2 separate regions of the Zea mays genome follow, and region 2 is linked to region 1. A link is a contact called in public Hi-C data. All regions are on one chromosome and are shown on one strand. Each heading gives the region's core, a stretch centred on a gene start, on an enhancer-like site or on the middle of the called end of the contact. The rest is flanking DNA. Distances are from core to core; before and after follow the strand shown. Region 1 holds the start of LOC100273144. Region 2 holds the start of LOC103630391 (protein OCTOPUS).

Region 1 (6,718 bases), core at 418-2,917:
ATGGGACGCCCTTGGCTGACTAACTAGGAAATATAGTGGAGGACTACCTTACCCGAAAGGGGCAAAGACAGTAGGGGAGTAGGTGTGTAGGGAGGTTCTCGGGTTGATTTTGCTGCGATGGCGGTCAGACGGGGGATTCCTGCATTGCTCTTCCTAAAAACTGTAGCGAGTTTTCTGAAGCTAGTGGAACTTTGTAAAGGCCTCGTAGTGGATCCCTAGCCATTCACCTCGGCAGTGTCTAAGGGCCTTGCAAACCCAGGCGACATGGGATACAAGACTTGTGGGTAAAGGGTACAACCTCTGCAGAGTGTAAAACTGGTATACTAGCCGTGCTCGCGGTCATGAGCGGCTCAAGACTCTTGCATGATTTAATTATGAAACTAAATTCGATTTGTCATTTGCATCACATTGGGATTTATTATTAATTTTGATCTATTATTACTCTGGTTTGGTATTTATTTACATTTAATAACTGATAATAAAGTTAGACCAACTTACTAAAAGCAATGCTCAGCTTTAACCCTTATTGTTGATCAGTCTTACACTTCACATGAACTCCCACTTTTGGTGAGTTCATGCACATTATTTCGCACAAATTGTTGAGCTATGATCTTTTGTGAGCTCACACTTGCGATATATAAACCCCCACATGAGAAAAACAAGTGGTCCAGGAGGAACCGTACAATAAGGAGTATGAGTTGATCTAGGTGGCGTCTCTGTCAGATTTATGACGCCAAGGATGGATGTTTAGTTCGTTTTATTATTATTATTATTTATTTTTGTAAGACTTCTGCTATGTAATAATGATACTTGTGATATTTATCTCTATACACTTTATCATTATATGTGATGTTTTTTTTGGCGTACGTATGAGACGCACCCGACTTTATCCCTTAAATCCGGGTATGACATATTCACCTAGTATATCTTTAACGCGCATAGACTAGATCGAGTGTGGATTTCACAAATAGAAATAGCTAGATTGTTTTCATAATTACCGCAAACCTGTATATTTTACAAGCTAAGTACGATGCACAGATGGAACGAATTAATATATGGATCTCTCCCACTCAGACACACAGTCGCCGTCAATCGTCTGTAGCAGCCAATCAGCCATGGCGCAACCCACTGTCGGCTGCCGCCTGCCGGCATTCGCAGATAAGTGGCCGGTGGTATAAACTGGCGCGGCCAGTGATCGGCTGGGCGCACCGCAGAGCGAGGGAGGGTGAAGGCCACAAGGGCAAGGGGCAAGGGCCGCTTGGGCATTCTGTCGAACTTGTCGAAGGCGTTCGATTCTTCAACGAGCACGCTAGTACGCAACGGTCTTTCCTGCGGGCTGCCGCTACGCCCTCGCGGCCTCGCCCACACCACCCTATGTTCGATTCTTCATATCGGCGTCGGCCTCGATGGCGCTGGGGCGCAAAAATTTTGTGGCCCATGAAGATTGACGCCCCAAAAGTAAATGAGAATTGAGAATCCGTCGGGTGTAAATTTGGCCATTTTTTGGAGATCCCACATGCCAGCCATTTAACAAAAGCAGCCCACTTGTAATGCGACTCCACCTGGCCCGGCCTGCCCAATCCCCTTTCATCTCCAAGCCGAAAAAACACCCACAGAACCCTACCCTCCCGAGTCCCGACCCCGTCCTGCTCGCTCCGCCGTCCTTCGCCCGCCACCCGCCACCCGCCGGACTGCCAAAGCCCGGAGGCCTGAGGCCCGAGTTACGCGAGGAGCAGCCGAACCAGCGGCCCGGCGCCTCATCCCTCAGCGGCCCCGCCCCTGGGGCCGTGTAGTCAGCAAGCGGCCACGCGAGTGCGCGGTCGGCGCGGAGTGAGCAGGAGCAACCCGTGGCTGGCGGTCAGTCGGTGGCTAGCTGGAGCCTGGAGTTGCGACTTGCGAGCGGCGTTAGAACTCGCTCCACCTATAATTTTTGTGTGGCTCCGTCACTGATTCCACCCGTTCTGTGGCCGGCGACAGAGGCACAGAGAAGCGCCAATCCGCCGGCTTGATCTGAAGCATGGACAGGGTAAGAAAGGGATGGGCAATGGTTCAAAGGGATGTACGAGCATTCTAAATTGAATTGCGCTTTTGTTGCAAGCTGTGTCCTCCAAGACTGTTTTGCACCAACTGTTCGCTCATAAAATTCTGATATGCCTGAATGAATAACCTGTTTAGCCGTTGCGTAATGCAAACTAGTTCTTATGCTTGCAAAAACGAATACCTGCTCTGGTAGAAGATGCAGCCCATGAAAAGGGATGGGCAATGGTTCAAAGCGCCAAAGGAACTTGCAATATTAGGAATAAGTAAATCAAGTTTCATTGTGTCTATCTCATTGAGTGATGGGAATATAGAAAAGTAACATTGTGTATGTAGTTAAATATGTGTGAAGGGACATCATAAATAAATCAGGTTTGTTTCTTTTTTAAGGTGCATACATAGTTTATGAAAATGTGCAACGAAATGCATTGGTCGTTATTATATTAGTATTTTAAATCTTGATTGGAACACAGTAGAGTAATTTGGGTAATCTTTGGTAGCTATAGTTATATCCATGTTTATGTTTGTCTACCATTGCAGTATGAAAAGGTTTGTTGAATGTTGCTTTAGTGAGTATAGCACAAAGTTTCTGTGAAAAGGCAACATACAGAAAGTTGCTAATATGGAGGTAAATCAATAATCAGGTGGAGGGGGAGGGGTGCTGTACTGTTAGCTCAATGTACCTGTTTTATTATAAATAGTCTAACAAAGTCAGCAATGTTTTTATTTCCCTGGTTTCTCAAGTTCAGTATCTCTGAAAGTCCAAACGGTAACCCTGGTTGTTTTAGCAGCGAGTAATTTTGCAAGTGGAATATAGATCGATCTGAAGCTATGCATCTGTGTGAATTGTGCCAAGAGGAAACATACTCAGTTATTTGGGTTCAGCAAGATGGGGTATAAACCTTATCAAGTTGCAAAGTAAGGCTGTTTCTGCTCTCCAAAGAGATGAGTAGTCCGCCGCTACACTTCTGAATAAGATCCCTCCAACCAGTTTGCCTAAAAAATCATCAGATTACAATTTGTAAACAGAAAGGTTATACAATACTATGTTTATCATACTTACCAAACTGGAAAGTTCGTTATCTGATCGAGAAAGATTTAGAGATTCGTCTGAATGAATGACAATTAAACATCCTTATCTACAAAGTAAATAACAGATAAATAAAGTATGTCAAGGTGGGGCCATTTTATCACCAAGTTTTGTTTGCAAGGTGGGGCCATTTACAATACTATCTCCCTCTCTCTTCCTCCTCTCACTGCAGCCCTCATCACCGGTCGTTGCTGGTTCTGCCCTCTGTTGCTGAAGATCGTGACCATGGAACTCGCGTCGTCGTCCTAGAGCTCCTCGCGATGTTGCTGCTCCAGGCTGCCATCCTCATGTCAACGGTGGAGGGCCTTGTGCGGATCGTGCAAGAAGCTCCACAAGTTCCTCATCAATAAGATCAGGTCAGGCCACACTCCCATCTGCCCGCCTCACTTCTGAGTTCCGACTCTCGAGCGGAGCGCCACAGCTCCGAGCGGCCGCCAAATCCCCGACCACGTCCAGCAACCGCGCCCCCTTGGCTTTTAGCCCCCACCAAGCCACCCTCTGTTCTCCTCTTCCGTGGTGGACCAGCGGCGCACTGGTGTGGTGCTCCTCCAAGCTCTGCTCCGCTCCCCGCCTCCCTGTCGACCGGCGACTTTGGCCCCGGCCCCCGGGCTAGGAAGCGAGTTCACCGGTGGATCTGCGCGTGGCCCTCCCTGTTGCCTGCGGGCGCTGGCGGTTGGCCAGGTCGCCCCAGCCGGCCACCCCCCGCCCCTGCACCCTGCTGACTTGGGCTTGCTGTATAGCACGGACCAGATCAAGGGTCGCCGTCGACCACAGTGAGTAACTGTGGTTTGTGAGTAATGGACTATTGATTTCTAGTTTCCATCCACTGTATACTCGCATTCTTAAATTCCCTTCAAAAAATGCCAAAGTGCCAATGTCTAGTTTTTATTTGGACTCGATGAATGCGACAGAAGTAATGTTCACGTTTGAGGCATTGGGCTAGTACATACAGAACTATGTCTGCAATCCTAGCTATTTTCTCCCACTGTCACAAACCTGCTTGCGTTTCACCTGGTACATTATCACTTAATAGGCTTATCTGGCAAGTGGCAACCACTTTTGTGTGGAACTATGTTTTTTTTTAAATGTGGAATTATATATTGTCACCAAACTTATGTGAAATTATGAAGGCATGTGAATATGTGATCTTTTAGTCATAAAATGTTCTTGTTATTTTCCAATCCACAACGTTCTATATATTATTTAAGCATTTTGAATTGATATCGCTGTAAGTGTTCTTTGTTATATCTGTTATAGGTTATAGTGTATCACCAGTAAAATTTCTAGCCTTCAATTATCAGCCCCCCTTGCAGCCTTGCCTCGTTTCTGGGTCCATCACTTAGGGAGTATCTGTTCATCACCTAGATACACAACTTGTGGGTGGGGTGTTGTACTGTAGGGTGCTGCTAATCCCTTGGTATCCATCAGGAAGCCACCATAGGCTCATAGCATAAGTTTTGTCAGCGTTCAGCGCCCCCTCCTGTCCTTCCCTTGTGATTCTCCAGCAATTGGTCCCTGTCCATCCTTTGTTCAGATACTGAACATCTATTGCCATGTTAAGTTAGTCAACACAAGGATTTTGCGTAGTGTTGTCACCATGGTGCTCTTAGGTTGGTGGTTGTTAAAATTGCTTTATTTATTTACATCTCCATTGCACGCTGCTGGTTGTTGGCGATTTCTTGTTTTTATCTCCAATCGACTGAACTTTAGTTTTCTTATATAGTTTGAGGCTTGGCCATGCCTTTAAATATAGATATTGATCTGTTCAAGCTGGATATTGATGAGCTGATAGCTGATTATTCCAAGGTAGTTTTTCAAATTCTCTCCACGCGTGCACATATTAACTTTAGATGAATGATAACATCTCCGTGTTCCTGATTGGTAGGAGAACTGTACGTCACTCTTTGAATTCAAACGAGTATGGATGGGCAAGAAATTTTCTTATATCTATGAAGGCAGGCCTAAGACAAACTCGGGTTTATTCATGCAGTCCCTCTTTCTGCATTGTATTGGTAGGTGCTGGCTTCCTGAAAGAGCATATTTCTGAACTGAATCCACACTTACCGGTAATCCTTTTTGTGGTCACAGCTGAACTATTTTCCACTTAATTTTATGTCCAGGTTATTTGACTTCTCAAAGTTCACTGCACCAAAGATTGGCTGGGCTATACTGCCTTTACTGTCTGTATGAGTGCCAGCCATACAAGCCGCAGTTCAAGATTTACTTGTCTCTTGGTAAGGCACATATTTGAGCCAATATCTGGTGCATGCTGGAACTATTCTTTAACACATTAAATATTTTCTCCTTTTGGAAACAGAGGAGTGCAGGCAACTGAAAGATATCGTTGTTATGGCGAAGCAAAATGGACTGCAGCTCGTGCCTGCACTTGTCAAAAGGATGCTGGATAAAGACATGTTTTTGTTTGGCTACATGAATTTGATCGACGACAACGGGGACAAGCAGGTCGAGGAATTGACCGCATTGCAGAACAAGCGAGTAAAATTTGCATGTGACAAGTATGTCTGACTTTTGCTACTGGGATCTTCAGCATTAGTATTTTGTTTTGAGTAAATTGCACCAATATATGTCTAAATAAGACGTAGCATTACTGTTTATTTTAATATGATGTTCATGTGAGTGTTTTCTTTAATATTCACTCTAAGTTCCTTCGCCTTGCTACAACCTTGCATGTTGTTCCAAAGTGCAGTTTATTACTCATGTTTCTTGCTTTGAAAACAAGGCTATAATTTGGTCAACAACAAAAAAACAAGGTTAAATCTGTTGCTTGCTGATATTTTCCATGTAACCTCTATGTTTGCAGGTTATTTGCAAATACCCAAGCAGAAAGATATTTGCACATGGACTTGGTAAGTTCAATGTTTTTATTATAGTTCTACTACTATCATGCTGGCATGGCGGGGACACGGTGCCGTGGTTGGCACACATCCGAGAACGTGATCCTTATAGTTTATGTTTTAGTACAAGCTGTGTAAAGTGGACCTGTGCTTGCGCTTATTTTTCACAAGATCTTATTAAAGAATTATCATGCTGTCTTGGGTTGGAAATATATCATAAAAAAGGCAGCCTGCCAATCCTTTATTTTTTATATATACTACAAACATTACGCAGGGTACGCTTCTGTTACTGATTTATTCATCTTCCTGTAGGGTGCTGAGTTCGAGCTTGATAGCATCAAGAAATTGTCAAAGGAGTATGCAGAAGCAAAGGAACTGGCCCTTGCAGGTGCCTGTCCATTGCCATTGTCGGATATGTGCATTTTCCTTCTCCTTTACGTAAGACTCCGGACACAACGCTGTTCCTAATCCAACTGCTGTCTGTTTGCCCCTATCACCTGGACAGAGGCAAGCCAAACTGTCGAAGTTGACGATGCTAAGCACCTCCTTCAGAGTGAGAGGCTGTTGGGCGACAAGATAGATGAAGTCGTCAAAGAATGGGATGTCCAGAAGGAGGGGTTCTACGAGAGGACAGGATTATCCTCATCCCCTGGCGACCAGCTCATGGCCATCGACAACGATGAATCAGGAGCTCAATGTCACGAGGATGGATCCCGTGGCGATCAGCTCATGGCGG
Region 2 (7,444 bases), core at 2,390-4,889, 140 kb before region 1:
TTGAATTGAAATTCAAATTGAACTTGAACCCGAGTGGCCGGCCCGGAGCCGGAGATCCGAGCAACAAGTTGTTGATTCCCATGCAAACGGATTGGTACAAATTATAGGAACAACCGAGTCGGGGCCTTTGTGCCAATGTGGTCTTGCTCTTCTCACGCTCCCCCGCTCTTGCGTTGCTGGGCGCCGCGAGAGCCATCGATGGTGGCTGAACCTGGTTTTGCGTTGCGACGACGCCAGCTCCCATCCTCCAACTCCAATGGGAGCCCCCGAGCTATTCTTTTCGTCACCAGCAAGCTGCGTCCCATTAAGTTTCAAAAAAAAGAAGAGAAAAAAATCTAGCATTTGGTAAGGAGATCGTCGATCTGGCCGATTTGTGTCAGACTGTAAAAGTACTCCTGCGCAACTCGCAACCACAGCGTCACTTGTCTTGGAGTCATAATGCTCCCGTCCTTCCTCCTTCCTACGATTCCAAACGCTGGCAACACCAACCTGATCTGCTCAGCCGAAGAACACTTCGTCACTCACGTTCATCTTCCAAACCCCACGCCACCAAATCATATTCATGGGCCTGGATTCCAGGTCAGCGCTAGTACTAAAGACCTCAGGCTATCGGCACTGACGAACTCCACGCTGAACTCTACCGCCTTGGTGGCATTTTGGAGTTTGAAAACAGCTGCAGCGGTGAACTCTATCCTAAACTGCATCAAGCCCGACGCACCTTCGAACTCTATTCCTAGAGACTTGGCGTTTGGACTCCATCTTCTCTCTCACATCCACGGTGGCAGCGGATCGTTGGTCCCGCTGTGGCTCGGATCGCAGGGCCACTGTAGACGCGAGTTGGTATTTGAAAAGAAATGATATAATATGTGGTAGTTGGTATAGAGTTGAGATATGAAGTAGATATGACTGCGGAGAATTTTAGTATAGAGTAAAGAATTTTGCTGATAAGGACATAATATTCTTTTTAGGGTAGAAATTTAGAGTTGTATGAGTGCGGATAGCCTGAGTCACTTAAACGTGAACTGTTTCACGCAAGCTCCAGTGGTTTCCTTTTGCATACTCCATTTTTTTTTGCAACAGTGTTTGACTTCTCGACTGCTCAGTGCCTCGGCTGCTCGGCAAGGAGACGGAGACGCCTGTCTGTCTGTCGTGCTCCTTCAGCTGCTGCACAGCGTGTCAGTTGTCTCGCTCACTACCTTCAGCGATCTCTTCCCTGCACAACGCCAGCCAGCCAGCCAAACCGGTGCACGGAAACAGCAAAACGAGATAGCACGAAGCTGGAACCGCGTGTCATTGCCTCTACCGCGCGAGAAGACATGAAGCAAGCATCGTTCGCTGTTTTAGGCGCCGCTAGCTGCCTGTGAGACTGAGCAATGTCAATGCAGCATTCGGTAGTAGGGGGGGAACGTGATCCCGCCCCGAATAAAATCTTCACCGTCTGAGCAAAGATCCCGGGCGCGGCGCTTAAAAAAACACGAGGATGTGTCTAGATCGGTGTAAACGATCCATTTTCCTCCTAGAAGGTTGCGACGGTGTCCATTTCATACGTGGGCCTCTCGCCGCCTACCTACCAAGAATGCCTCTCAAAAGACGCATGGAAACACACCAGCAACGTACACTTGGATCCGCCTCGCGTCGATCAGACATGTGGGGGTGAGAGTACCACCACTGTTCCCGATCAAAAGGACGCAAAGGCTAAACGCCATGATTGTTTATCATTCCTGAGCTCGAGAAGGCGACAGCTTTGGCTCATCCCCCTCATGGCCTCATGTGCTGTGCAGTGCAGCTCCCCTGCCCTCTCTCTCTCTCTCTCTCTCCGTTTTTTTAGATTACTATAGTGACACACACAACACATCTGATGGCTAATAAGGGCCTGTCCTAGCTGAGCTGTTTGGTCATCAGATGCCTCTCTTTTGTCTCCGATCGGGCTCGGGTGGGTGTGGGTTATGTGCCTGCCTAAGTAGGACAAATCTGGAGGAGAGACGCGGACAGCGACGCCCTACTGCGTGCGTGCTCCCTTGTTCTCTTGTTGCTGCGCCTGTTTAGGCATGGCGTGGCCGCATGGGGGGAAATGACCGAACTAGCCCCGCTCATCTGGGCCATATGCTGCGCGGCCCATGCCAGATGCGATGCGATGCGATACGGGGGAAGAGGGCCATGGAGGTGGGGTTAAAAAGGGAAAGCTCGCCCTCTCGTTTCACGCACGCCTGTTGCCATCACGGAAAAGCTTGTGTTTTTTTTTTTGCATTGTAGGGTGACCATGCCTTTCTCTCATCTCCATCGTGCTGAGGTTTTAATCAAATGCATGCGAATATAGGAGTAATACGCAATAATTACTCCTGCTTTAGCCGTGCAGTGCATCTCATCGCGCTCACGCATCCGAGATGGTGGGGAGGGATAGTGGCGAGGGGAGGCTGGGAGGAGGAGCAGAGGACGAACGGGACGGACGGCTCTCCTCCCTCTCCTTCCCTGATGAAGGAATTGATTAGCTTCAGATACCTCACGTGGCCCGTCGTCCGGACCGCAGGAAGCTGCCGGGCCACAGCTGAGGCTGCCGGCACCTTTGTGCAGTCACGCCTACGTTACTGGCCTTCTGTTTTTTTTTCTCTTGGTTCATGGCAGTAAAATTTTTACCTGCGCCTAGCCGAAGCCGAGCAATTTCTTCGCCGCCTCAACGCTTGCTCTGTCACAGCGCAGAGTGAAAACGCAAACGCGCAAGCTCGTCCGGCCGGTAAGAAATATATTGTGTTCGTGGAGGATGGACGTGTGTGTTGGTGACTCCAGTCCATGCTCACTGCTCACGCCTGGCGGTCGTCCCGTCCACCGCTGCTAGTGCCTACTCCCCGGCTGCACGCCGTACCGTACCGACCTTTTTTTTTATAAACATGATTCTTGGCTGCTAGCTGCTGGCGAGCGTGCCAAGTCTACCATAATAATGTCTACGCTACAGTCCGGCAGCTACAAAAGTAGTACCTTAGGCCATATCCGCAGCTAAAAATACTGCTGTACTATACTGGAAGGATACGTCATCTCTTGTGCCTTAGCTACAGTGCCTTAGCTGCAGTAACATATGTTGTGTACTGTAGGCGGCCATCTACATACGTGCCAATTGTTGAGATGCCCAGGCCCAGCACGGGCGGCAGCGACAAAACTTTACTGGTCACTGTCTAGGGCATTTCTCATAGACCCAAATAACCTGGCAGGTCTTGTAACGAGAATGCCAGAGGCCTGAGCCGGGCTCGTGATCCAAGTCGCCACCGCACATGAAGTCATGAGCCAGCTGCTGCCCAGCCACACTGGTTCATGGTGGCTGCTGTAAACACATGATTTTTGCACGTTTGCAGCTGCTGTTCTTTTTTTCCCTGGTCGATCCGTGACACGGTCACACTGATGCTCGCTCTCACGCACGCACGCACGCAGGCAGAATATGCTTTGGTTGGTGATCACCTTCGGATCAAGCAACTCCGAAAGGCCAATCCTGGCGTGATCACGGCGGCGGTAATCCGGTCGACGCGCACAGAGCTGGAGCTACAGTGGTACGGAGTGAAGGTTGAGAGCGTGTGCGCGCGTTTCGATCCCCACTCCCTTGGGATAGGAGTAAAAGCGCACGAGAAGCAGAGCAAGAGAGAGAGAGAAAGACATCACGGTGTGGTGTGGAAGAAGCGAGGCGTTGGGCCCCGTGATTCCCTTCAACTTTCGCTTTCTCCCCCTCGGGCCTCGCCTCCTCTCTCTCTCTCTCTCTCTCTCTCTCTCTCTCTGCGCCAGTGCGCCCCACGCTGCATCCTCAAAACCATTCTCCATCGAATCCGTCGCGCTCAAAGCACGCCCTTCACAGCACAGCTGCGAGTGTGCGTGCCACCGCCGTGCGAGCCAAGAAACGTGATGCCGCGCCGCGGCTAAGAATCAGGTGTATTCTTCAGGCTAACAAGCGCGCGAGACGACGCAATGACGCTGCAGATGGAGCCGCCGGTGCCGCCGCCGCGGCGGTCGGTGTCGACGACCTGCGACCTCCACCCAGGAGAAACCTTCACGGGCTTCTGCGCCGCCTGCCTCCGCGAGCGCCTCGCGGGGCTCGAGTCCACCGGCGGCTCCGCCGCGGCCGCCGCGCCGGGCCGCAGGTCCACCTCCGCCATCCGCTCGCTCTTCACCCGCCCGTTCGCCGCCGCCGCCGGCGGGGCTCCGTCGGGATCCGGCGCCGCCGCGCTGCCGGACCTCCGCCGCTGCAAGTCCTTCTCCTGCGGGCGCGGGGGCGACGCGCTGGCCGCCGCGGGCGAGCCGCAGCGGAGGTCGTGCGACGTGCGCGGGCGGAGCACTCTCTGGGCGCTGTTCCACCAGGACGACCGCCAGCGGGTTCGCGACGGCACCGCGTTCGGCGCCTTCCCGGCCTCGTCCTCCGCCGCCGCGGCCGCGCTCGCCGCCGAGGTCCTCCCGCCCCCGCAGCCGCCACCTCCCGCGTGCGTCCCTGAGATGTTCTCGGAGGAGGAGATCGCTGTGGCCGAGGACTCTGACGAGATTGTCGCGGTGATGGAGCCCGTCTCAGTCGTGGGCACCTCTGGGGAGATGGAGACGGAGGTGAGTGCGGCGCGGGACGTTAGGGCCATGAAGGATCACATAGATCTCGAGGCCTCGCAGTCGCAGCAGCCCAGGAAGCTGCCGCCCAAGGACCTCAAGGAGATGGCCGGGAGCTTCTGGCTTGCCGCCTCCATGTTCAGCAAGAAGTGGCAGAAGTGGAGGGGCAAGCAGAAGCTCAAGAAGCAGGAGGCCGCGGGCAGCAAGGCGGCGGCGGCGGCAATGCCCCCGCCGGAGAAGCCATCCAAGCCCTCGTTCCTCCGGCGTAGCCGCTTCCGCCGTGGCGAAGCCGGCTCCGAGTTCGCCGGCGGCCGGCGCTCGTGCGACACCGACCCACGATTCTCCTTGGACGCCGGCCGCATGTCCGTCGGTGACATGGGCTTCTCCTGGGACGAGCCCCGTGCGTCGTGGGACGGCTACCTGTTCGGCGCCGGCACCGGCATTGGTCTCGGCCGCGCGCCGCCGCTCTCCCGTCTTCCTCCTATCCTCTCGGCTATGGAGGACTCCCCCGCCGGCATTCTGGAGCGCTCCGACGGCCAAATCCCCGTGGAGGACGACTCCCAGCCGGAGCCCGACCACGACGCAAACGTCCCTGGGGGCTCGGCCCAGACGCGAGATTACTACATGGACACCTCAAGCCGGAGGCGCCGGAGCCTTGACAGGTCGAGCTCTGTGCGGAGGTCCTTTGAAGTCACCGACCCAAAGCCAGTGCCAGTGCCAGTACCAGTACCTGTTCCAGTGACCGCACCGGCCGCCATTGTCAACGGCAAGGAATCCCCTGCAATGGGCAGCTCGGAGTTCTACCACTTCCACCACGCCGAAGACCTGTTCGACCACCGCTTCAGCACCAACTCACTCGTCGAGGACTTCTCCGCCAGCCTGGACGCTGCCTTCCACGGCCCCGCGAAGAAGCCGCCGCGGTGGCGCAAGGCGTGGAGCCTCTGGGGCCTGATCCACCGCCGCGCCGCGGGGCGCAGGGACGGCGCGTCCGACGCCGCCGACCGCGCGTTCTCGGAGCCATGGCCGGACCTGCGCGTCCGCGGGTACAACGGCAGGATGCAGCGGTGCAACAGCAACGCCAGCGCGCGGAGCTCGTTCAGCAGCAACAGCGGCGGTCTGGGCAGCTCCAGGCGCAGCTACCTGGACGCCCACGGGAAGCGGAGGCGCGAGGAGTGCGCGGCGCTGGAGCGGAACCGTAGCGCGCGGCACTCGCCGGGCAACGCGGACAACGGCCTGCTGCGGTTCTACCTCACGCCGATCCGGAGCGCCAGCGGCCGCCGGACAGGCGTCCTCCCGGTGAAAGGCGGTCGGCAGCTGAGGTCGCAGTCGTTCGCGCGGACGATGCTGGGGCTGTACTAGAGTATTGACGACGGCCACCTGATTGCTGGTCAAGCTGCTTCATTTCAGTAGGCAGTAGCTGATGGCTTACATGTTGAGTAGTTTGGGTGGGTGGTATAACCAAAATCGTTTACATCTTTGTGTAGTGCAGTGATCCTTTTGTTCATTCGGAGGGCTGGATAAAATGAAGTTTAATCTCGTAATCACGACTTGACTCTGTTGTTGTTCTATGTCTCCGTTGTCAGTCGCAAGTGTGCTTCGTATCTGCAGCTTGTCATCCTATCATGCGGCCATCGCCGGCTCATTCATATTTCTTTGTGTCAATGCATAGGATCGTGACTCCCTGGACAAGGAGATACAAAGGTCGCAATGGCGATATGGGGTAGTCACATGGTGCGCCGCGGCGTTTGGCGTCCTCGTCTCAGGCGAACGCCACCACGCCCACGGTAGTCGCTAGAAGCTGAGCTCGCGCGCACCTGACGGTCCCGGTCTTTTCACATTCAGGGACATTAGCGGCTGGCGCCGCCTCAGACACGGAGGCTCCAATATTCCATTGGTCCCTAGGCGCCAACTCGTTGACGATGGGCCTGGGCCTAAAAAACTCGCCGTGCTCAAGCCAATTCCACCACCACCCCCCTGGCTGGATGGCGCCCGTGCCCGTCATTGCCGCGCGCGTTCGCTCTGGTCCACCGTGCAGTGGTGCTGCTTGCTGCGGGTTTTCGCTCGCTTGGCCTCGTGCGACCAAGAACGAGACGCGGAGCTTGCACGGGTTATTGTTGGACTCCGGACTCCGACTGGGAGCAGCGGGAGCCACGAGGTGCCCCGACGATTCTGATTCGGGACAGGTGAACGGATGGACGTGGCCGCACGGCGCCGATTAATAGGCGCGGCGCCAGATCTAGGGCGCAGTGCATCAACAGGCATGTGCACGATTATTATATAAAAAACGCCCACATGTTCGCAAGATTATCTTGGAGCCACAAGGCAGCTGTTTTGATCCAGTCGATCGAACGGAAGCCAACTACCGATAGTTTTTCCCTGTGTGTGTCTGCGTGTGGTCACGTCTGGTTCACCTGCGTCGTTCTTACGGCCCAGCCGTTCCACACCATTCGTGGCCCACTCCACGTACTCGCGCACGGAAGAGCGAGTATGATATCACTTGAGCACATGGAGAACAGGAAGACAAATATTTGACGAAAAAAATGTTAGAAAATATGAACAGAAATGATATGTAGGAGAGGTTGAACATTAGACTAGAAGATTAAGAAAAAAATCATTTCGCAACTCTACACCATTTAGATGTTTGATATTACCTATATATTTATACTATTATAAACTATATTAAAGTATTTAAATCTAAGGAAAAAATATTCTACCCTCACGGGCATAATATTTTAGATAAAAGTATACTTGTAGCACCTCATGAAATATAAAAAAAACTACAAGGGATAAAACAAAATAAAAAAATAGTAATCAAAAGTAACAGAGAAAAGATAGTGAGAAAACGTCCTAAAATTATCAAAGAGCACCACATGAA

Evidence for each region. Hi-C and Micro-C count contacts between places; a contact is called where the count stands out from the background.
Region 2: a Hi-C map of ear shows a contact between it and region 1, with 3 times the contacts expected there. The contact joins the promoter of LOC103630391 here to the promoter of LOC100273144 in region 1. A contact is called at or near these places in 6 of 25 Hi-C or Micro-C datasets (ear, endosperm, leaf and 2 more).

The regions. Positions count from the first base shown.
Region 1 is chr6:159,733,698-159,740,415 of Zm-B73-REFERENCE-NAM-5.0, reverse strand. It overlaps LOC100273144, which reads left to right and starts at 1,667. Exons shown (of 10, transcript NM_001147591.1): 1 at 1,667-2,026; 2 at 2,829-2,955; 3 at 3,300-3,483; 4 at 4,851-4,933; 5 at 5,013-5,139; 6 at 5,248-5,361; 7 at 5,445-5,643; 8 at 5,949-5,994; 9 at 6,295-6,370; 10 at 6,488-6,718. The coding sequence starts at 4,865.
Region 2 is chr6:159,876,984-159,884,427 of Zm-B73-REFERENCE-NAM-5.0, reverse strand. It overlaps LOC103630391 (protein OCTOPUS), which reads left to right and starts at 3,639. Exons shown (of 1, transcript XM_008651447.4): 1 at 3,639-6,137. The coding sequence starts at 3,946. The coding sequence ends at 5,928.